2 separate regions of the Ovis aries genome follow, and region 1 is linked to region 2. A link is a contact called in public Hi-C data. All regions are on one chromosome and are shown on one strand. Each heading gives the region's core, a stretch centred on a gene start, on an enhancer-like site or on the middle of the called end of the contact. The rest is flanking DNA. Distances are from core to core; before and after follow the strand shown.

Region 1 (4,729 bases), core at 1,233-3,732, 120 kb before region 2:
GGGCCTGAGACTTACACAGTTTGGGTGTCTCTTGAAGATAAAGAACATAGACCTACCTCATTTTTGCAAATCTGACAAAAATAGAAGACTGTGCCAACACTAGGGCCTCGTGACAGGGCCTGTGCAAGAGGATCCCTGAAGCTTAAGTCCCATTAACTTCACGGTAAATCAGACACATTACTTTGCCAACAAACGTCCGTCTAGTCAAAGCGATGGTTTTTCCAATAGTCATGTATGGATGTGAGAGTTGAATTATAAAGAAACCTGAGCACTGAAAAACTGATGCTTTTGAACTCTGGTGTTGGAGAAGACTCTTGAGAGTCCCTCGAGAGACTCTCGCAGACTCTTGAGAGACTGCGAGGAGATCCAACCAGTCCATCCTAAAGGAAATCAGCCCTGAATATTCATTGGAAGGACTGATGCTGAAGCTCAAGCTCCAATACTTTGGCCACCTGATCTGAAGAACTGACTCATTGGAAAAGACCTTGATGCTGGGAAAGATTGTAAGCAGGAGGAGAAGGGGATGACAGAAGACGAGGTGGTTGGATGGCATCACGGACTCAACGGACATGAGTCTGAGTAAGCTCCAGGAGTTGGTGATGGACAGGGAAGCCTGGTGAGCTGCAATCCATGGGGTCGCAAAGAGTCGGACACGAGTGAGCGACTGAACTGAACTGAACTGAAATCAGATACTCTTCAGTTTGTTATTATTATTTGTTTTTCTTTCTAAGTAAGAACATTAGAACTATTATGTAAAATTTAAATATATATCCAATCTTGAAAGAAAAGTCCCAGCTTTGAAATGAACAAATTAAACCTAAGGAAAGATTCACTATATTGTTACCTATGGCTCCCATTTGGTCATAGACCTGTGTGCCAAGGACTGGTCTGTGTTGGAATATTTCTGACTTTCCAAACCTCAGTGTCCTCATTTTTGAAATGAGGGCTAAAACGTCCCTTTGCTGCTTCTCTGCAGCCAAGCTGCCTATGAGAAAAAACAAACAAACAAACAAAAAACCTGTGCTTTCAAAGTGCTTGGTAAAGTAGAAATAAGCACCCAAATAAACACTTCTTATTGTAAAGACAAAAATTAGAACCCTTAGACTGTCACAGAAAGGACAGTGGAAGCTCAGGGCAAGGGAGGATTCATCTACGTCTGCTTGGGGAAAGACAGGAGCTCCAGAAAAAAGGTGTTATTCAAGTGTACACCTCCTCACCTTTTTGAAAAGCAAATGAACCCCAGTTTCTTTATTTTCAAATTGATATGAAGTTAACCTTGGACCCAGACAGTGTTGTTTCAGACTTGCTGCTTTAGGCCCTTTTATTAATGCTTAATGCAGGGAAACGTTTTGTGAGTTCAAAATGAAAATATTTCACCCCAAAAGTTGTTTTAAGCCACCCTTTGGCCTATTTTATCAAACAGAACTCAAGTGGGTTTAACATTTAATGGGACTCGGAAAAAGTCCCACTTTCATTGGGACAGCTCCTTCCCAGGGTGTGTTGTCCTTTATTTGGACAGTAAAGAGCAGCTGTGGTGCCAAAGAGCAGCTTCTCCTAGCAGCTAAGTAAATATCTCCGCACAGCTTTCCAATCCACGATGGAGACCGGCGGCAACTCTTATGTAATGCCTTTCAGGCACACTTTGGAACCTTCCCTTTTATAAGTCCGAGTGTGACTTTGGACTTCCTGGGACAGGGCCAAGAGGCAATCCTTTCCATCCTGGGCTGTCACACGAGACTTGGGGAGGGCAGGGCTGGGGGAATCTGTGTCTCTGACGGAATCATCCCCTTAGGTCTTCACTCCACAGTGGGGAGCCCTAATCAGAGACAGCCTTAGTGATCCCTCCTGCTGGGTGCGCAGTCTGGGGCTCCTGGTGGGAGGGGGCGAGGCTGCTGGTGTGGGCCAGGTACCACCTCATGCCTCTCGCTCCAGCCCTGGTGATTGGGCTCTTCCAGCATCCCACAGGGTCTTCCCAGGTGGCTCAGAGGTAAAGGACCCGCCTGCCAGTGCAGGAGATGCGGATTTGCTCTCTGGGTCGGGAAGATCCCCTGGAGAAGGAAATGGCAACTCACTCTGGTATTCTTGCCTGGAGAATCAATCCCATGAACAAAGGAGCCGGAGGGCTGTAGTCCATGGGGTCGCAAAAAGTAGGACAAGACTTAGTGACTGAACAACAACAACAACAAGCATTCCACAATGGTTGGGCTTGGCCGAGCCACGCAGCCACGTGCTGGTGGGCAGAGGGGAGGAGGGGAGGCCAAGGGGAAGGAGGACCGTGGGCTGGCAGCATTCTGCCTGGTGAGCTGCACAGTGCGGGTGGTGAATGAGTGATTACTCAGTGATCTGGCCGCATCCCAGAGCTGTACTCCAGGGAGACCACTTGTCCTTCAAGAGGATATTTTTCTTCCCCTGGAGCCACCTCCTCTCTACCCACGTTTTCACTGCCTGTTGAGCAATGCCTGCCGCTCGGCACCAGTCACCTTGTGGAGCTGAGTTCAGCCACACCCAGGAAACTGCAGCCTGCGAGAGGGGCAGAAAGATAGGAATTGGGAGAGCCACAGATCCTGCTGGTGTGCATTCATTATGGGGAGAGCAACCACCCTGACCCAGTGCATTTTGGGTCTTTAGAAAACACCGTTGGTGCCTCCAACATCCAACAAGGGATAGATGAGAATGACCTGTGGTGAGAGTCTGGAGCCTAAAGTTCTGTTTCTGGCTTTGCCCACTACACAGGGTTTCTAAGTAAAAGCTCTCTCTCCCCTTCCCACCCCTGACAGAGTGGCAGGATTAGATTAGATGGTCTGAGTTAGCGTTTCCAGCCCTTACAGAGGCATGAGCCTTATCTGGGTGAGGCTTCCCTGGTAGAGAATTCAGACCGTAAAGAGTCTGCCTGTAATGCGGGAGACCCCGGTTCAATCCCTGGGTCTGGAAGATTCCCTGGACAAGGCACTGGCTACTCCGGACACCCGCTCAGCTTCCAGAGGGAGCATCCGTTGAATACTAGTTGTATGCCAAGGCCTTGTACCAAATTGGGAGAATAACATGAAGGAAGGTCACAGCTGGTACAGTTTTGTTTTGCGAATTGTGTGCCCTTGAGGAACTCTCCCAGTCTGATGCTTCGGTTACCCAGGGTAAATTTCTTCTCTGTTCCTGGAATGTGCCAGAATCCAGCCCTGCTCAGGGAAGGAGAATTGTCGGCCTTGGTTTTCAATCTTGCTCTGGCTCTGCACGCTTCTGGCCAAGGGTGTGTGTGCCAGAGTTTGTGGGGAGGGACGCACACAGAAAGATAGTTGAACTGAGAGATCTTCACCCCACAAAAACAATGGTTCAGGTTAGAGTACGTGTGTTCTCTCCAGCTCAATGGGCCAAGCCGATGGCTTTTCCAGGAGGATGCAGGGCCGTTGGGGACCCCCCTCCCAGTCCGTTCTCACCAGGCGATCCCTATCTTTGTCCCACCTTTGTCCAGCCCGGATGAGAGAGTCTTGGGTATGCAGCCCAATTCCCAATTAAAGTCATTCACTCGTTTCAGGAAGATAATTTATTTGGGCTGAATTGTTAAGGCAGATTGCTTTCACAGTATCCAAGCAGAGTGCTTTCTCACAGGAAATGTCAGACCAGGCAGTTCTAGTCAGGTTTTCCACATCCGTAAGAGAAAAGAGAGGGGAAAAAAAAAAAGATTCCTTTTATATGTTGAAGGTCAACAGTTGGAGAACTGACAACTGCCGGGTATAAAACCGAGATGTGTACACACGATGACTTCTTGATAACCCAGCCCTTGATGAGACCTCCTGTTCTTTGACGGCTTAATTTTAAAAACGCCTGTGGATGTGGCGGCCCAGGAAGGTGGAGCTCTTCCCGAGGCTGGGACGTGGATCCCTCGGGCTGAGCACCCAGAAGGTGGAGACACTGGCGGAGCCCCCTTTCTTACTCCAGAGCGTGGTTTCCTAATCTGTAAGCCCAAAGGTTATGCCAGGTGACTATCCAAGTGCCTTCCAAGTCTAACTCACCGTGATTCTGCACCTTGCACCTTCTTCTGGGGGAGTTTGGGAAGCCAGAGGGAAACAGAGAGCAGGAAAATCGAAAGAAGAAATCTTTTCTTCTATGGAGAACTTTGTTTAAAGTTCTTTTTATATTCGCTTGCCCTCAGGGATCCCCCTCACTAAGGCTAACCCCTTCTGAAGTTCAATCTTTAATAAGAGCCTTTAAGGCCAGGGCTGTGCAGAGTCACTGTTGTGAGGACAGGAATACTGGAGTGGGTAGCCTTTCTCTTCTCCAGGGGATCTTCCCAGCCCAGGGATCGAAACCAGGTCTCCTGCATTGCAGGCAGATTCTTTACCAAGAGGTGGTGGTTACGCAAATTTGTGGATGCATTATATGCCGCTGGATTGTTCACTTTAAAATGGCTGATTGTTTTTTTTAAGAAGAAAACAAAGGAAGTAAAAGTATGGCAGAAGGAAAGTGTGAAATATAACAGGACAAATAACTTCAAGTATATCAGTAATTACATTAAAGATGCACAAATTAAACTCGCCAGTTAAAAGACAGAGACACTCAAATCGATTTTTTCAATTAGCACCACGGTATTTCATATGATACATGTGGAAAAAAGGAGAACAACCAAGCACAGGGAAACAGGGAAAAAATAAATCACTTGGATGCCAACCATTTAAAAGCTAATGTAGCTAAACGCTATTGGATAAAAATCAAAATAGGATGAAAAACATTACGA
Region 2 (4,449 bases), core at 403-2,902:
GGGGATGGAGGCTCTGGCTTTCCTTTTAAGCTACACCTGCTCGGTGCTCTGTGTCTGGCATTGATCCTTACTCAGCCTGTCAACAGAGGGGCTCTGCTTCACCCTGCAAATGTGCAAGCTTGGTGTGATTGAGCCCTGCCCCAGGTCACGGCCGAGGACATGAAGACGCTCGTACAAGGGCAGGAGTGTCTGGGGCTGGGGGTGCTTCTCTCTTTCCTTTCAAAATATTTTTCTTTGTTGGTGATGAGCACAAATGGAAAAACACAGCCCTGCTGATGTAAAATGATTCCTCAGTCCAGATGTGGCAGGGACGAGGAGCTCCATCATTCATGATTGGCGTCAGGCTGGAAATGTGTGTGTCAGAGTCCCGCCTGACAAGCTCTGGGATTGCAGACCTGCACACAGAAGGCAATGGCACCCCACTCCAGTACTCTTGTCTGGAAAATCCCATGGACGGAGGAGCCTGGTGGGCTGCAGTCCATGGGGTCGCTACGAGTCGGACACGACTGAGCGACTTCACTTTCACTTTTCACTGTCAGGCATTGGAGAAGGAAATGGCCACCCACTCCAGTGTTCTTGCCTGGAGAATCCCAGGGATGGCAGAGCCTGATGGGCTGCCATCTATGGGGTCGCACAGAGTTGGACACGACTGAAGCGACTTAGCAGGAGCAGCAGCAGCACACAGATGGCAGGGCCTGCCAGGTACTGGCACCTTCGGGACGCTTGAAGATCTAATGTGATTTCCAGACGCCCCAGTGCTGTGCAAGGTTCTGGGCAATTTAGAACACTGTTTCTAGCCTGGCCAACTGAGATCCCTCATTTTAAAGTCTGAAACTATAATAAAAATGACAGGGTAATGAATACTCAAATTAATCTGAGCTGCTGTGTAGGTTCTCTTGTTTCTGCCCCTGATAACACTGGTTTTCCCCCACTCAGGATGGCTTAGCTACGTGAATCTTTTTGCACGCTTCCTGTTTTTCCCTGTTTCCATATGGACTTCTGAAGAGACTTTGACAAGCCCCCATGTAAAGTCCAGAGCCTGGGTCTCTTCAGACTTCACCTCGCCATCCAGACTGGTATCCTTGCTGGGAACAGAGACAAGGTTTTGCTGAAACTACTATCTTTAGGACCAGCCCATGGGGGTGCATGGGGACTTCATGATTGCACTTCCTTTTCTAAGATTCCTATTTTCCAGACTCTACTGACACCCTACCCACTTCTGCTGGGTCCCCAGGGCTCCGAACCCATCCTTCAGGCCTGTGGATGAGGCTGAGATCACAACCAAACTGGGCTCCCTGAGTGTGGACTCAGGCCTTCTTCTTTGCGGAGTCTCCTTCATTTGGGGGGAATCTTTCCACGGTGGAGCCTCAGAGGGCTGGGCTCAGAGAAGAAAATTATAAAGAATATTGACCTACTGGGGCAAGAGGTGTCCTGTGGCTGCCATTTGTCTGTGACCTTGGTAATGTTAGGACAGACATGGGCAGACTTACAAAGTCAACCCCTCCCCCCGGGAATGCAGAGTTCTACCCTGAACCTGTGGCGGAGCTGGGCACGGTGTTCTGTAATCCTGGTGAATATTCAGTGGGTTCTGTTCCCTTCACTGGCTCCTGTCTACGCAGACAGCCAGCTGGGAAGGAGAAGCAGAGGCCGTGCTGGCAGCAGTGACAACAGGGGACGGTGGAAGGAGCGCAGGGCCACCGAGGCTGACCCAGGCAGCCGTCGCCGAGCTCCCACCATGGGCAGCAGGGTGTGGGGCGCCTGCGTCCTCTGCTTGCTGGGCCCCTTGCCAATCGTGAGTAGCCAGCTCAGACCCTCCTGGCCCCGCACTGAGCTTGAGATCTGGGAACCGCTGGGCCATCCTGGGGCCCACTGCCCTTCCCCAGCGCAGGAGTCTCTCTACTAAGCAGTCTGGTGGCCTGGCTTGGAGAACTCCTGACACCTGCGGTCCCCACGTCTCCTCCCCCTCCCTTCCCAGGCAGCCTGCTCATCCCTGGGGACCTCTGACAGCAAAACGTCCTTCCTGGAGTTGAACTGAGTTCAACTGCCCATTGCATCCCCCAGGGCCTGTCTGCACCCTCGGGGCCGCAAGACTCTGTCCTAAAACAGTACCTCTGCCTCCCTTTCACACCCTGAGTTTTCTCCACACCTCCTTCTCTGACAAGCTTGCAGAGCCCTCCCAGTCCTCACGATCCCTGGAGCCACTTGATTGAATTGCTTCCTTTGAAGAGGGTGTGGCCAGGGATTGAGTGTGTCTGGGTAGTAAGTGAGAAGTTGCTCCCCCTTCCAACATCTGGGAGCCTTTCCCTCGCAGGGCACACCCTGGGCCCTGAGTAGCTTTCCACAATCAGGTACAGTCCCGAGGCCTAGAAGGCTAGGGAGCAGGCTGCCAGGAGGGGCCCTCTCTGAATGTTTTGTGTACTTTCCTAGAGTTTAATGCAAGTGACAGTGACTTGGGGACCAGGATGGGAGACACAGTCCCAGATTGGAAGCTGTGGCTCCCAGAGTCTCCTGTGAGCTCACAGGACTGAGGTTGCCCTCTTCCTCCATTGGCTTGTATGTGAGTGTGTGTGTGTTTGACAATGTGTGTGCATGTGTGTGAGTGTATGTATGTGTGAGTGTGTATGTGTGGCCGGGGCTATACCTGCTCTCCGTGCACGGCCTTTGAGCTTGGATACCGGTGCTGTGAATTCGCCACGTGACCTAGGTAAGTCCCTTCCTGAGCCTCACTTGTCTCTTTTGTAAAGGAAGAAAATAACGTCTGCCCCCCAGGGCTATTGTGCCTGGAGAAGGGTCTGACTTGCCAGAGGCTGGGCCTGCGGCGCATCATGGGTGACTTCTATTTCCCTCCCCGCGCTGCACAGAGTGGGGCTTCCTCCCTCTCATCTGTGTGCACCCCACAGGAAATGCTTTACTCTAGAAGGGGGACGGAGATCCTGTGGGGGTCACTCAGTCACTGGTGCCAGGGTCAGGGTTAGCACTAAACCCCAGTCTCCCGGTGTGGCCTCTGTCCTGCACAGAGCCCAGGTCAGCTGTAGCCATGGTCAGCCAGGCCAAGGTATGCAGGATGACAGTCTCCCCTCAGGAGGAGTGGGGTCCTGGACGTGGGCCAGATGATCCCTGGTCCCACAGTGAGCTGGGGATCCAACCGGAGTATTGAGATAAGTCTTGGAATGATCCACGTCTTCTCACCCCTAGCAGTTTCCACCTGTGACCACACATCTGGGTCATGAGTTGAGCTTCCCTGAATTTTTCTTCCCTTGGGAAGTGTGGTGGCTGTCTGTTTCTCCTTTTGACGGGAGGCTTCCCACCAGGGGCCTTGGTGGTCCCATAGTCAGGCCCTGAGAAGGCGTCTCAGGGAAGGATGGGATTGTAGATGTGGAGGGGGAGGGGGGCGGATGGAGCCCATGGTCTCATATCAGGCCCCGCCCTCCCCATCTACCCCCTTGTGGACAATCAGACTGCTGTGTGGACATGTTGGGGAGGTAAGACTGGGGCTCTCCTCTGAGGTGGCCCTAGGCTCACTGAGTCCTGGGAAGAAGCCAAGAGGTGTTCCCAGATTGGAGATCCAGAGCCCGAGCTGCAGGTGGAATCTGCATCGTGAGGTCCCAGGGCCCAGGCAGGAGATGGCAGAGCTGAGCCCAAGCTGGCTTTGGGGGAGTGGGGTCAGCCAGCCAGGACTGGGGTGTCCTCCCCTGCAGGGGTGGGTCTGCTGGGGGTGACCCTCCTTACTGGTCAGGGTCTCCAGGTCCTCTCCTAGCCCACTGGCCTTTGGGTCCCTTCCACGTGGTCACCTACTGTCGACTACTCCCATTCTAGTGTTTGAAGTCTCTGACCCCAGCCACTGTCTCATACCCACTATGCTTTTGCTGCGCCTGGGTTCCTGCCAAAGGACGCTAGGAGTTAATGAACCACCTGCTGACATGGACTCTGTGCCAGACACTGGGGGCTTGTGTGTGTGCATGTGGATGTGAGGATGGCCACAGGCAGGGCTCTCCCCTCACGCAGCTCAGGTACATCTGCCCACTCTCTTGTCTGGGCACGTTCTAAAAATATGTTCCTTTCTCTTCATATGTTCGGCTCAAATGCCACCTCCTCAGTCCTTGTGAGAGGGGCCATGCCCTCATAGTGCTTGCCCAGCCCTTGCTCAGTTTGTATTAGATGTATTAGGACCAAGTGTTAACTCCCTTCCTCACCACACTCTTCCCTGGTAAATCCTTGGGCACAGAAATCTACACTGATTGAATTTGATGCGCATGTTGGATTCAAACGTGGGCTGTGGATCCATGTTCACAGTGTAAGGAGCGTGTCTTGTAAAGCTGAGTTCCTTCACATGTGTCTGTGTGGGGCTGTGCCCTGTTGGATGGTCAGCTTTTCTCCAGTCTGGGGAAGTGGGAGGGAGAGGTGTTAAGAATTCCTGCCTTTGACTCAAGCTCCCTGGGGAACTTGTTA

Evidence for each region. Hi-C and Micro-C count contacts between places; a contact is called where the count stands out from the background.
Region 1: a Hi-C map of liver shows a contact between it and region 2, with 2.5 times the contacts expected there. The contact joins the enhancer-like site here to the promoter of GHRHR in region 2. A contact is called at or near these places in 9 of 16 Hi-C or Micro-C datasets (hypothalamus, liver, mesenteric adipose tissue and 5 more).

Annotation. Positions count from the first base shown.
Region 1 is chr4:67,068,719-67,073,447 of ARS-UI_Ramb_v3.0, reverse strand. All of the region lies in intron 5 of MINDY4 (MINDY lysine 48 deubiquitinase 4), which reads left to right. Among named protein-coding and RNA genes, the nearest start is that of MINDY4, 48 kb to the left of the region's middle. Within about 2 kb of position 2,482, at least 29 of the 54 cell types and tissues checked have an H3K27ac peak or open chromatin away from gene starts, as enhancers often do. A contact at or near this core is called in liver and tail adipose tissue, where this site is marked.
Region 2 is chr4:66,944,741-66,949,189 of ARS-UI_Ramb_v3.0, reverse strand. It overlaps GHRHR (growth hormone releasing hormone receptor), which reads left to right and starts at 1,652. Exons shown (of 13, transcript NM_001009454.3): 1 at 1,652-1,792. The coding sequence starts at 1,736.